Regions from separate parts of the Mus musculus genome. Here regions 1 and 2 are each linked to region 3. A link is a contact called in public Hi-C and HiChIP or PLAC-seq data. All regions are on one chromosome and are shown on one strand. The core of a region is the stretch at or near the end of the contact, and the rest is flanking DNA. Distances in the headings are between cores, read along the strand shown. Region 1 has its middle 15 kb from the start of Gm31928. Region 2 overlaps Fli1 (Friend leukemia integration 1). Region 3 overlaps Gm27162 (predicted gene 27162).

What was found. A called contact is a pair of places that touch in the nucleus more often than the background predicts. HiChIP or PLAC-seq counts read pairs in DNA pulled down with a chosen protein or histone mark.
Region 1: a contact with region 3 is called in a Foxp3 HiChIP or PLAC-seq map of regulatory T cells, with 9 times the contacts expected there. The contact joins two enhancer-like sites. A contact is called at or near these places in 8 of 484 Hi-C or Micro-C datasets (CD4 T cells, CD8 T cells, the CH12 cell line and 5 more), 9 of 115 datasets of contacts at active chromatin or transcription factors (CD8 T cells, differentiating embryonic stem cells, double positive thymocytes and 5 more) and 1 of 9 other capture datasets (embryonic stem cells).
Region 2: a Hi-C map of Th1 cells shows a contact between it and region 3, with 3 times the contacts expected there. The contact joins two enhancer-like sites. A contact is called at or near these places in 18 of 484 Hi-C or Micro-C datasets (CD4 T cells, CD8 T cells, Th1 cells and 4 more), 12 of 115 datasets of contacts at active chromatin or transcription factors (CD8 T cells, T-cell acute lymphoblastic leukemia, acute myeloid leukemia and 7 more) and 1 of 9 other capture datasets (embryonic stem cells).

The regions. Positions count from the first base shown.
Region 1 is chr9:32,612,650-32,617,465 of GRCm38.p6, forward strand. No RefSeq gene overlaps it. Among named protein-coding and RNA genes, the nearest start is that of Gm31928, 15 kb to the right of the region's middle. Within about 2 kb of position 3,507, at least 67 of the 459 cell types and tissues checked have an H3K27ac peak or open chromatin away from gene starts, as enhancers often do.
Region 2 is chr9:32,497,379-32,501,955 of GRCm38.p6, forward strand. All of the region lies in intron 1 of Fli1 (Friend leukemia integration 1), which reads right to left. Among named protein-coding and RNA genes, the nearest start is that of Fli1, 42 kb to the right of the region's middle. Within about 2 kb of position 2,908, at least 108 of the 459 cell types and tissues checked have an H3K27ac peak or open chromatin away from gene starts, as enhancers often do. A contact at or near this core is called in Th1 cells, where this site is marked.
Region 3 is chr9:32,923,561-32,928,203 of GRCm38.p6, forward strand. All of the region lies in intron 1 of Gm27162 (predicted gene 27162), which reads right to left. Among named protein-coding and RNA genes, the nearest start is that of Gm27162, 3.1 kb to the right of the region's middle. Within about 2 kb of position 2,346, at least 12 of the 459 cell types and tissues checked have an H3K27ac peak or open chromatin away from gene starts, as enhancers often do. A contact at or near this core is called in Th1 cells, where this site is marked.

The sequences.
Region 1 (4,816 bases), core at 2,257-4,756, 310 kb before region 3:
ATCACACCAAGCTCCTTCTTGGTTCCCTCTTCCTCCTTTTGCCATCTGCCTGAGGACCATGGCGCCAAGGCTTGTTCATATTCTTGCAGACCACAACAGCAGTCTAATTCAGAGAAAATATCTCACCAGGATCCTTGGTACTTGGATGTATAGTCTAGGGCAGGGGGGACCTGTTAGGACCCAGAACCTGGTGAATGCAAGTCTCCCTTGGACTAACACAGATTAGTACAGACTCCTACATTTTGTGCCACATGAAGAAATGGGGTTTAATGCACAACACGGGTAGAGCTTAGAACTAAAGCCAATCACATGGCAGAACCCACCATCCCTCCGATCCTCAGCCCCATACAAGTGGTTGTTCTGACCATCCTGGTATGAGACATTTACCAGTCTCTGGTCCCTACCAACCATGAGCTACACAAGCCACAGGGCCCCAAGCTGCAGGTGGTAATTTGCATAGGGCAGTGTCTCCTCTCCCAGGAGGTTAGGCCTCTCTGAGTTTCTTTTCTGTACAAGGGGAGTCGAACAGTGTCTTTAAAAAGAAAGAAAAACAAGACGGGTGACTTTGCTTGGACCTGGGTAGTAAGGTGTTCCAAAGTCTCTGTGGAAGTAGCTATTTCTGGCCCCATTGTCGTCTGGGTTACAGAGGAAGGCCTCCTGGCAATTCTTTGCTTGAAAGACAGAAACAGAACATTGTTTCTGACGGCTTTGATTTAATGGCCAAAAACAGTTATAGGAAACTGTTGAGCAGATGTTCTGAGAAACTCAGAAGAGACTGGGTCTTTGAGAAGGGCTATTTTTAGACAAATGCTTCCTACCATTGGGGGCTTCAGTACTTACAAAGGGGGATGTAAAAGCAGAGAAAATGTGGGAGAGAAGGGGGGAGCACAAAAGTGTGTGCTTCTAGGGCCTTTGGATATTTTGACAATCACAGTTCAAGTTGCTGTCCGCCTTCCCATGATGTGCTAGGTGCTAGGAAATCTCCATCATCTGTTCATTCTTTATTCCCTGTCCAAGCTCCAGGAATAGTCAGTGAGGCTGGTTTCCTGACCACTGTATTTTCTCACCTCTCTTTACCCAAACCCATCTTTCACCTCCTTTCTATCTGTCTCTCCCGTTCATTTCTCTTTAATCCTTCATTTCATGCTCAGCTGTTACTTTCCCCCTCCTCCAAGAAGCCTTCCCTGAATGCCCTGGGACAAACTGGGCCCCCTTCTCCATTGTGCAGTGAGCTTGGTCATGACTGTTCTGCTTCTGTGCCTTCCTTTTTACTCAGACTGGAAGCTTGTGGAGGCTGTGGACCCTTCTGCTGTCCCCACTTAGCACTTGCCAGGGCAATCGTAAGCACCGGGGTCACAGAATGTAAGTATGGATGTGTGGGAAGGAAGTGATCAACTGAGCATATTCATTGGGTTAGCCCTTCCAAGCTTCACCTACAGTGGCAGAAATTTATCTCCCTGTCACAGGTTTTCAAATCAAACCCAAATGGTTACTATGATTAAGATAATAGACTAGTGACTACAGTTTGAGGCAGTCTTTACTGTTTCCAGGAATCTGGGACTTTGGGACAGTCATTTGGAGAACTGTCATACGAACGCATCTAGATGCGGATATCATCTATCTTTTAATTCTAAGCTTCTGTTTTCCCCACCTCGCTAGGGACAATCATTTTCTGGGACTGGGGAAAGGGCAGAACTTCCAGAGGTCATTGGGTGTATGGTTCCAGTACAGCATCACTCGTAATGGAAAAGTTAGATAAACAGGAGGCCAGAGCACCTCATTTGCTGCTGTGGCTGGAGCCACATCCAGTTGGAACAAGAGGACAGTGGGGCTGCCCAAGGGACGTCTGACTGGTGGCATCATAGTAGAGGGCACTGACGCCTCAGTCCTCCTACAAAGTCCGGGAGGAATGAAGTCCGTTCTGTGTACCCCATCATAGACTCCATAACTTGAGCAGCCCTCCTTGAGCACGGTCCAGAGAGAGCATTTTCTGAATGAGGTTAGGTGCATTGGATGCATGGAACAAGGGTCATCCCGGCCTCCCCAGGGGCCAACGGCCACATTGCTGCACTCTGGTCAGGAGCTTCCGTGTTTCCCGGGGGTTGAGTTCAGACAGAACTTGTTTGGGGTTTATGGCTTTTTAATGAATCTTTCCATCTCTTTTTATTTTTGTAGAAGCATTAATAAAACACAGTATCTGTGCGCTAAAAACAGTCCAAAAATCATGCCTATTTTACTGGAAAAGAGGCATTTTTTGTTTGTTTGTTTGTTTGTCTTTAATTAAAATAGGGTCTCATGCAGCCTGCGATAACCTTACTATGTAGCCAAGGATGACCTTGAAGCCCTGGCCCTCCAGCTTCTATCTCCTGAGTGTCAAGACTACTGAGTGCTGGGATTTTGAGCATGCATGACCACACCTGATTTTTGTAGCACTGGGATTCGAACCCAAGGCTCTGTGGTACCAGGTGAGTACTCTGACAGTTGACATCTGGAAATCCCTATCAAAGTTCAGAATGTAAAGGGCTCTTCCCACCACACCCACCCCTCTGGGTGCTGAGCTCTGCTCTCTCTATTTTGTTCTGTAGATGAAGGCTCTGCCCTGGTCAGAGAGGTGAAGTAACTTGCTCAGAAACACACAGCAGCAGGAGGGTGAAATGCTTTCCAAGCAGTTCAGGTTTCCTTGATAACAGAGGCCAAGTTCTGTCATTTCCACACTAGGCAAGCCTCACCACTGAGCTCCACTCCCAGCCTTCCCAGGAATTTTTATCTGGGTGTTCTTCAAGAGTTTCTTCATTAAAGCTTTCCCTTTCATCGTTGCAATTCTGTTTGAGTTTGCTCCCGGCTCATCCCCCTTTTCCAGGCCTTAGGTTTCTCATTTTGGCCACCAATACCTACAGACCAAGACGCCTCAGAGCGAAAGACAGGGGAGGGTCTTTCAGACCCGAGATCTGAAACAGTGATGTTTCAGAAACATGAACAGCAGCCATGAATGTAGCTACCCTCACTATCTGTGGTTTTGCTTTCCATAATTTCAGTTACCTATGGTCAACCACAGTCCGAAGATATAAATGGAAAATTCCAGAAGTAAAATTTTAAAAATTGTTAAGTTATAAATAACTGTGTTATAGAGTATGCTATGGCAACCATTCTATTGTATTATAAGTTACTGATGTTAACCTCTTACTAATTTATAAACAAAACTCTACCCTAGGAATGTATGTATGGACTACCATACCATAAACATAGGATTCGGCAGCATCAGACTGTGAGGCAGATATAGGTAGATACAGAATGTACTGAACAGGGTTTTGTTGGTCCAGCATAAGTAGCCTTTTGACTTTGTTTTCTTCCTTCAGAGTCTGGTGTCTAGGAGCCATAAGTACACACATCAACAAATATTTGCTGTGTTCTTCTGTGTGTTGGCTGGGATGATTACGCTGTGGTGACAGGTGCCAAACCTCAGTTGTCACGCAGTCAGTGACACTTCCTACTCTCGCTGTGTGAACGCTCTGGGCTGGCAGGGGTGGGGGTGGAGGGCTTTGCTCGGATCAGGCTGAAAAGCAGCTGCCACCCTGACACGTGCCAGAGGATAAAAACACAAAGGCTGAAATTCTTCAGCTTCTGCCAGAAGTGAATCAATTAGTGAAAGCAAGTCCCGTGTCCATCAGAGGCCTCCCCAACTTCAGGGCAAGGAAGTAGGGATTCTGGTGCAAACTCTGATGGGAATATCTGGTGATAACATCTCATGTGCCTAATGTTGGGTCAAGTATTACTGAAGAAATAATTAAGAGTCTCAATGTTGCCTGAAAGAAACTTGCTACTAGACTAGGACACATCATCTCCGAGATGACTGTAGAACACTATGAAGTAGTATAAGGTCCTGTTCCTTGTCAAGCCACATAGGAGGGACAGGACAACTTCAGATGGTGCTTGCAGTCCTGAGAAGGCAATTGAATAGGAGACTCAGACCTGGAAAACATGTCTTAAGTAATGAAAGGTTTAAACAGAAAGGCTAGCTACATAGCTTACAAGATAAAAAGACTCCTTAGTGTTGATGGCTTTTGTTACCTTAACTCTGCATCATCTAACTCTTTGCAAGACTCCCTTGAAAACTTGTATCAGCTTGTTTCTTCCTTTGATAAGCTACAAGCTTATTTTAAAAGCAGAATCTTCCTTATCTTTGATTGTCAGTTCTTATCTGGTATCTAGGGCACAGAAGGGTGTGTGACTTGTTGTTTGGGTGAGCTAATCTTGCTGAGCTATCTTGAAACAGGGTCTGCAGGAGAAAAGTGCACCCAGATCCTGAGACCACCCACAGAAGCATCCTCGGCAGGCCGGAGACCCAGGATCACTTCTGCTCTTTCTTTACCAACCAAGCTGCCTTTACCTACGCTCACCATATACCTTCTCTTCCTAGGACATCTTCTTTCAGATATGGGCTTTCTCAGGAAGGAAAGGTTCCAGTCTTCTAAAATAGCAATTGCTTATAGATGACATCTTGTCCGTGCAGCAGAGTCGGTCAAGAACACCAAGAGATGTGAATGTTTAATACTTGGAGATTGCTACACTGTGGGTTTCTCCAGTTTACTGCTGCTGGTGACTCTGTGGAAACAGACCCCCCTCTTCAATTAAATCTACCAGCAGAGGAGGGCTAGGACACAGGTGTTTTGACTCCTCTCTTTCAACTCTGCTCTCATAGATGGAGGTTGCCATTTAAACTTGTTGATGAAGCTCACATTGACCTTGCATTTGCCCTTGAATTGGGACAATATTTAAAGCAACACAGAAACAACCAAAAGGAGACCGAAATAACGTG
Region 2 (4,577 bases), core at 1,658-4,157, 430 kb before region 3:
ACGATGCGTTAACAAGGCTTTCTCTCTCTCTGAATCTTCTACAGAAGTATATTTATGTGTTAATTATTTTCTGAAACATTAATTTTATGGGTGAAGAGATGCTTCAGTCAGTGAAGCAAGGAAATCTGAGTTCAAACCCACAGAAGCCATTAAGACACCTGGACAGTGGTGCAGAAGCAGATCAGTTCCCAGGGGTTAATGGCCAATCACTGAGTCCAACATTCCGTAAAGGACACTCTCTCGAGAAACTCAGGTGGAGAGCAATCAAGTGAAGAAGACATTGGATGCTGACCTGTAGCCTTCCCACGCACACATATGTGTGAGATGTGTCCCCCATGTTCTACATGCATACGTGAACACAAAGCAAACAAAAACCAAAAAACATATAAAAGATATAAAACAGGAATGCTCACAAGTTATGTTTGTGGTTTGGAAAGAAGGATTAGATTCTCACTGATGACTTATTTAAACCCTTTCCTTCTTTCCAGTGATATTTGGAACCAAATCTAGAACTTCACGCATACTCTACAATTGAACGACATCCTCACTCCTTTGTATTTGCTGTCAATTAGGTAGTTTTTGTTTGATTGTTTCCGTTTTCTTGAGACTGGGTCTCTCCCAACTTAGCCCAGGCTAACTCAACTCATATGTTCACCATCCTCCCAGTTAATGCCCCCAACTGGCTGGGTGTGTGCTACCACATCTGGCTCACTGAACTTCTACAATTCTGACAGAAAAGAAACGCATCATGCAGCAAAAACTTTGTGCTCCAGCCTGGGGGAGGCCATCAGTGGAAAGAGGCACAACAAGTTCTTTTGTAAAATCCTACTTTGTGCTTCATACTTTATCAGAAGCCAGTGTAGGTGATTGTGATTATGTTTTCAGGAGAGCCAAAGCCAGTGGCCCTGCTGGCACGGAGGCCTCCTCTCTCAATCTCTCAAGCTTCCCTGACTTTCAATATGGTCTTACGGAGACCAGACTGGCCTCCGGCTCACAACACAGTCAGGAACAACACAGTCAGGAATGATCTTGAATTTTGGATCTTCCTGCTTTCTGCCTCTACTTCCTAAGTGTTGGGATTATGACCATGAAACACCACAACTGGCTTTATGCAATGCTGGGGTGGAACTAAAGGCTTCCTTCAAGCTATATGAACACAGCTCCAGGCCCTCTGTCTCTCTCTATTTCTATATTAGCTGCCTTTCATCAGACTCTCACCCAGGCCACATGCAATTATCTCAGAGTAGCTTTGTGAATTTAATCAACTGAGCCTGGAAAAGGATTTCAGAAAATCATGTCCACTTAAGAATTAAAGCTAGTATGAAAATATGTCTCTTGAGTTTCAGAGGGTAACCAGACTCCTCTACTTATATAAACCCATACTCTTGGAGAATGTCTGGCCAGGGAGACAGCCTTGTCCTGTGGTTGGTAGGTATGCTTTCTTTGGGGCATGAACTGGGGAGTGTAGAGGAATGGGGGGTGGGGGGGGGGAGTCCTCTTGTTTATGCTCTCCCACCTGCATACACACTGTTACAAATAACAGTGCATTTTCAAAGTTCCTAAAACCTGTGCTATAAATATTCAACTCATGCAAATATTCTTATAAACGAAATATTCACACAGGTGATACAATACCTAACTACTCTTATCTTCTAATACCTGAGAGTCAGTTTCACACTGATCCCATAGGCAACATTAATAAACAAACAAAACAAACACAAAAACCATAATAAACATAACAGAACATAATAAGCATAAACAAAATACAGAATACTTGTCTTGCGAAGCCAATAAACACCATGGCATCAGGTGGCATAGCTGTGTCTGTTTTGAAATGTTTTAGCCACTGTGGACATTTTTAATCTCTACTTGAAATGCGTCCTGCATGTTTGCATTGGGCATGAGTCTAAAAGTCTTTCTGAGTTCCTATGTTCTCAACCGAAGTCCCTCAAGTGACAAACTTGATATCAAGTCACCAGGTGAAACTTCAGGTATGACATCCCACTATCAGCACACTTCATGACTTCCAGGCATTCCAAACGGACAGTGCTCCCACTAGCTCACAAGCACACATTTCCCTTCCAAGGGGAGGTTTTCTAGAGTTCCAGAGTAAGGATTACTGCCTGCTGTAATTTGTAACGAGTTCGGATTGCTGTGTGTATTTTCAATGAGCTGTACAACCTGTCAGAAAGGAAAACAAACTATAATGTGCTTTGACTATGTGGGGGCAGGGAGCCAGAGGACCCAGGGAGTGGCTGTGCGTTCAGCTCTAGTAGCTTGCATTTCCTGTTTACTGGGGTTAGGTGAAAAGTTGAAAGGGGAAAGACTCAACACTGCCCTGGACGGCCAGCATCAGGGATGTTCGGGGAACCTCAGCCCGAGTCTTGTCTCTGAACCCCACAGGAAGTTTCCCATCAGTAAACCACAGGCTCAGCACCCCAAATTCCAGATGTGTGTCTCAGTTTTCCTTTGCCCTATTCTCCCTTCAAAATGAGATGAAGTTGATTATCTTGAGGAGTCATAAAAACAGAACAAAACAAAACAAACAAAAACCCCAAACCTCCTTTCTAAATGCCCACCCCTAGTTATTTGGACACCAGGAGCATCGGTCACAAATAGCATTAAAGTTACCTTATGTGTTTCCCTTCTTGTCAAGATGCCCAGTAACTCAGTTACCTGTGATGTCTATTTCTCTCTCATTGAGCTGAACCTTTAATGAATTCCAAACGACACAGTTGCAACCTTCAGAGTTGAGGATCAACTTTCTAAAGAATGCTAGCCCAAGAAGTGCACTGCTTGCTCAGATGCCTCCCATTTTCAAAGCGATGGGTTCACCTCGACTCTGTCAACGCAAAGGCTAGCCACCATTACCTGTGTGTCACTGAAGAGGAAGTTAGCTACCCAGGGAGGAAGCAGAATGCGTCTGGCCTGTGTGACTCCTGCTTGTGGTCTCTGCTTCTCTCTCTGTTTAATGACAATGGCAGAAGATGCCTTTTCTAAATTTACTTCTTTCTACCCTGCTACAATAGCAAGAATAAGTGAAATTTGAGGACCACTCCATACCTCATGACTGAACAGGAGTCTCCCTGTACCTACACCTATGCTATCATTCACACACACACACACACACACACACACACACACACACACACACACACACACACACAAACTCTAATCAATCAGAGATAAAGAGAGGTTCATTCCTCCCCTCTACTTTGCTGGTGAAGAAACTAAGGTCCTGACAGGCTAAGAGTCTCATTCAAGATCAAGAGCTGGTAGTGGAATAGAGATAACACATCATTCTGGACTCTAGATACCAGGTCCTTTCCAAGGAGGCCAATGTTGTCCGGTGCATTCTTGGTCCACAAGCACAGTGGTCAAGAATACGTTATTCATCCACATAGTTGTTACTTCAATTTCCCTTTTGATCTTGCCCTCTTGGTTAGGGTAGGCAGTTTTAAGGCAAGATCTTAATCATCCAGCTCTTGGCTGTTTGAACTTGCAGGGGGCTCATTAGGTGTCCAGAGACTTTTGCTGATGGATAGCATGCACTGGGCATGAGCCTGCTGGCTTTGACATTTTCAAACTGCACACTTCCTACAGCGACAGCGTGCCAAAGCCATGGGCCTCACTGCCATCTTCTCAAAACCAGGAAATGAAACTGGCCACTAAGAGCAAGTGACCACGAGCCAGGGCATTGGTGCAAACCAAGCAAAACACGCTGTCGGCAGCCTAGGTCACAAGGAGGAACGCATCTCATTTGCAGCAATCTTTGAAGAAATGGTCCACTCCTGCTCCTCATCCTGGCTCGGTCCAACCTTCCTGCATCTTAAGCAGGTTTAATTGTGTATAATACTCAAGCTAAGTCACGCCTTTTACTCTGTGGTCCTTGTATCTACACAAACCTCAGCAACCCCAATCACTTGAGCTAAACGTCTGCCTATGTGGTGGTACTCTTTACTGTGCAGCAGAACACAATTCTGTCAATTTCCTTACAGGTCTTCTCTCATTTTTCATGTTCGTTTTTTCTTCCACAACACCCAACCCTGACTCTAAGTCTTTGAACCAAGTCTTTGTTAAATCTCTGGCAATGATTTCAAGAGTTTTCTCCAAGTGTGACTGCTGAGGTATTTTCGGGGTGCTTCAGAAAGCTTCTTGCATCTTGGGCAGCAAAGCCCAGTCACTGTCATGTGCTCTGTCACCCTTCTCAGTGTGCTGATGAAAGAGCAGATAGGAGAAGCATGTGGGAGCTGACTAGTCTCTGGAAATGGCCACTTCATTTTTAACCTTTTTGAAGTTCTGATGATAGACCATGATGAGAAAGGGGGGAGAGAGAGAGAAGGACACAGGGGAGGGAAACAGGAGGGGGGAGAAGATTGAATGCATCAAGGTATTTTTTTTTCCTGGACAACACTCTTTGCTTTGAAAGAAAAGGAGGCAGCTAAAGAGATTTGGTTAATTACACAAATGTAGGTACAGGCATCAGACAGAATGTCTACTGGATATTGGATTTACCACCATGATGTTCTGGCCAGCTATGTCCAAAAGTTATCTTTGTAGCTTGACTTGGGACACCC
Region 3 (4,643 bases), core at 1,096-3,595:
TCTATGTCAAAGGCTCTTCAGAAGCAGGGCTATATAACCCATTTCACACACACACACACACACACACACACACACACACACACACCCCTACACACACACACAGACAGACAGACACACACATACCTACACACACATACACACACCTACACACATACATACATACAAACACACACACACATACCTACACACACACACACACACACCCCCCTACACACACACACAGACAGACAAACACACACATACCTACACACACATACACACACCTACACACACCTACACACATACATACATACAAACACACACACACACACACATACCTACACACACACACACACACACACACACACACACACACACACGGAGTCCCAGTTGGTAATGATGAGGGCCCCCCAAAAATAGTAAAACAATATTTTAACTTCTAAGGAAGAAGAGAAGAGTGCAGTTTTCTTAGGGCCTCTTGACAGCAATAAGCTACAGACAGGTCTGTTAAGGCAAAGGAAAGGAAGAAGAAAGAGGCAGGCAATGAACCACTTTGAGACTTCCTTGTGACTAAGGCACTCCACTTTGTAGGTGTCTGTAGGCTTTTGGGCCTCTAGTATTGTTGGGGCAGGTGTCTGAGGGGAGATGGGGACTGTTTATTCCACAAGAGTAGCAGAGTAAACAGACTACTTGAAAAATTAACAAGGAAGGTGGTGGGAATACAAGAGCAGTTTTGGAACTACTCCTCACTAGAGCATTCATACTTTCCTATGGTTCATAAGCCAAGCCTAGAAGAGCGGTTTTAGACTTTGGTCAGGGATATAGGCATAAGATGTGGCTCTAATCTACAGCTCACATTGCTTTACCTGTTTTAGCTTGCCGGTAAGGCAAAGGCTGGTGACTTCGGGCTATTTAGTATTGAATGTCAGAGGTGTCACCCATGTCTATACTGGCCCAGGTCTGAACTTCTTTCATAAGCCTCATTGCCACGAGCCCCAGTTTCTTTACTTCCCCATTCGTCCATCCAATGCACACTCACATGTTTGTAACTCTGTGCCAACAACTAGTTCAGACTCTCCCCTGACACCCAGAGTGATGAATAAAACATCCTTTCAGGAGTTTAAAGTTTGAAGCCACCCCCTGGCATCTAGATAGAACATTTGATCAAAATTTGTCAACCTCTGTATTGACGCAATTTGCAAAGTGAAAACCAGTTTTGATGACTATCAGCAGTCTTTCTGTGACAATGAAATCTCTTGGTTGAAAGTCCAAAACCTTCCTTTGTTTCTTCTACCTGTGTCTCCAAGCCTCCTCATATGCCAACCAAGGCATTCACAGATCGGTTAATTGCTCCTTCACTATGCCCTACAGTTCTCCTCTCTGTCCCTTTGCTTCTGCAGTGATGTACATATAATCAGCTTAGCTGCTTTCACATTGTTTTCTGTATAGCACTCTGTCTGTCCAGTTACATTGAAAATTCTCATAATATGGGCTTTTTCTCATTCCTTATCTATTAACCTCGGTAACTAGCACCATTGAGCTTCAGTATGAAGCCAAATTGTAACCTCCTTTTTTCTTTCTGCATGATGTTACTGTGCATTCTGCTAGTCTGTTTATCAGTGTATACCAAATATCTGACGTGACTATGACTCATTTCTTGATATTTGTCTTATTTGATGCTGTCACTTGACCATACCGGAGCATCTGTTTTAGTCACCACTACATTTTCTGCACACCGCAGAGTACTGGGCAAAGTAATAGGCACTTAATACATGCGTCTTTCTTATCAATGAATGTATTGGCCAGCTGGGGAAGAAGTGACAATCTGTGCAATTTACAGTGTGACCAACATTGTGCCATATACAGGAATTACATGGTTTCCTTACCGTGTCCTAGATGTATCTTGGATTGCTAGGGAAATTGACAACAACATTGTCGAGCATGGTGCTAAGTAGATAGCTGCTAGGTGCCATGCTTTCCACAATAGTTGTGATTTGGCAGGGAGGCCCAAAACTGTGCGTTTTTACAATTTAGCTCATATGAATGAGAGAGGGGAGAGAAGAGTAGAGAGAGAATGAGAATGAGTGATAGGGAAACAATAACAAAAAGAAAAGGAGGAATAGAGAAGGGGAGGAGAGGGGAGGGGAGGAAAGGGGAGAGGATACTGTGTGGGAAATGGAGTTGAAAATCATTGCTTGTCCAGATCCCCTGCTCAAGGTCTCCTTATGCAGCCTTCATTTTCTAATCTATATCCAGAAACTGCCTTGAAAGTGTCAGCATGAACGTTCGTCCCTCATCCCATGTGTGCGCCACCCTGTAAGGAAGTTGCAAAACTGTAAAGGGTGCTAGTTTCCCACTGTATTGCATCCACACATGGGCAACTTGGGCAGCTTCCCACATTATGCCACTTCCCCAGTTTTCTCCGCAGCTCATACTCTTCTACGTCAATCTGCCCCTGTGTGAGAACCCTCTGTCGCGAAAACACTGCTTTCCACAAAGGCTGGGTCTCCAGTGACTCTCTTCCTGCACACAAAGCTGATGTTTGACCTGAATGTTGGGGTTAACAGGAATGAACCCAGATGACCTGCATTCTCTAAAGAACTGGGTCCTAAGACAATGGGCCACAGGAAGTTTTTTGATGAAAAATTTGATATCCAGAAGCTTTGGAGCTAGAAGTAGGGAGAGCAGAAGATGGTGGGAGGGCCCTTTAGTGGAACAACATGCTGTGTTAAGTACCAGGCCTGTTTACCTCAACATGGCTTTTAAAGGTCGGGCCACGTTCTTGGTATGTAGGAGACATCATAAGCTATCTTGGTTTCTGTTTTCATGTGAAGAAGCAAAGCTCTCTTTCTTCAGGGTGTGTCTTGTTGCCACAGTTTAGAAGTGTAACTGCACCTTTGAAAACAGAGTGCAGCTCTGCGGCTGCCTCTACCTTCTTTGATTCTGCTTACAGAAAACATAACACAGACTGAACAGTGTGCAGAAATGCTCAAGCCCAACCGTGAAGTATCAAGTGTACTGTGGTCACGAGTTTTATTTGTCACAAAAGGTGTGAGAAGCTCCACTCTTCCTCATTCTGTGAGCTTTTGTGTCTTGTTCTGGGGGAGTCACTTTTTGTTGCTGGGTGTTGGAGACTCTATGATCATTTTCCCTTTAGGGAAAAATTAACAGTGAATGTCAAGTCCTTAAAGTTAATCAGCATATATAATTGAAGCTAGGCACTTGATAGCATGTCCCTTCCTGTGAGAACGCCCTGACCCATGCCTTTGTTGTTAGCTTTGCTGCTTGTGCAGTTGGTCATCTTATGCCAACCTAGACTTGGGAGTTTTTCCTCTGCTTTCTGTGTGCTTTGTCTTCATTTGCAGGTATACGATCTAAAAGACCACCACCTCCACCATTGGTCTTTCTGCAGCACTGCTGGGAGAGCAAGGAATTCTGGTCCTGAGGCAAATAAAGTCTCATCTAATGAGTGGAGAACGAACATTTCCGCACTTATAATGACCACAATATTATTTTGTTTGTTTTGTTTTGCTAGGCAACAAACACAAGGGCTTCCTAGGCAAGCACTTACTATTGAGTTCTTAAACCAAAATGGTATACTTTAACTCTTACCAACAAGACAGACCAAAGGTATTTTGACTATTCAAGAGACCTAAGGGATGGCTCAGTGTCTAAGAACATTTATTTCTTTTTGCAGAAGACCGGGGTTCTATTCCCAGCACTCATGTGGTGGGTCACAATCATTTGTATTCCCAGTTCCAGAGATCTGACTTCCTTTTCATCTTCTGAGGGCACTAAGCATGTATGTGAGGTTCGTAGGTATATGTAGGTATTCACACATACACTTAAAATAAAAAAAAAATATATATATATTTTTAAAAGTTGATTTTTCAACATCTATTTGGAATTTCAGGAGAAACATAAAATCAAACCCCACACCAAACTTATCAAACAAACAAACAAACAAACAAAAATCTCAACTACTCAGAAAAAAAGGGAAAATTAATTTTTTTCTTTGAGGAAACAATCATAAATGGAAACCTGGTCCATTTCACGTGGTATTAACTAACGTTCAATTCCTATAGACCTCTTGTCTCCTAAACTAAGGCTCTGGGTCACTAATTCATCAGATTGGAGATGCAGGAGTTATCTGTCCTCCATCACAGTTCCTGCTGACAGCTGATCTCAAGATGGAAAGTCTCTCAATAATCTAACAGGGAGAAAAGAATCCAAATTTCACTGATACCTAGATGAGATCCCAAGACAGCGCCAGAGTGTGACTGGCAATTAATTAGACAGATAGCATCTTATATTTGGGAAGGACTCAGAGGTCTCTATCTCCCCCCCTGGTATAGAAACCCTTCCACAGCAGACTTGACAGTGCTAGGGTCTGGGCCCCTGCTCTGGGATTTTAATGGTCTGGATGAAACAATCCTAGCTCTCCTCTAAATGACTTGCCTCCAAGATACCAAATTTTTTGCCTGGAAGCTACCAGTCCATCTAGCTGAACTGGATCTGCACTCTGGAAATCTGACGAGTGTAGTTTCTTGTTCATTCATATGTTCAATTGCAGTCAGTTCTTAGACCTCTCTAAAAATAGCCCAACCTTAGTAAGGTAACCACTTACTTTATGGCTTTCATATCCATTGATTTTCGGGATTTTC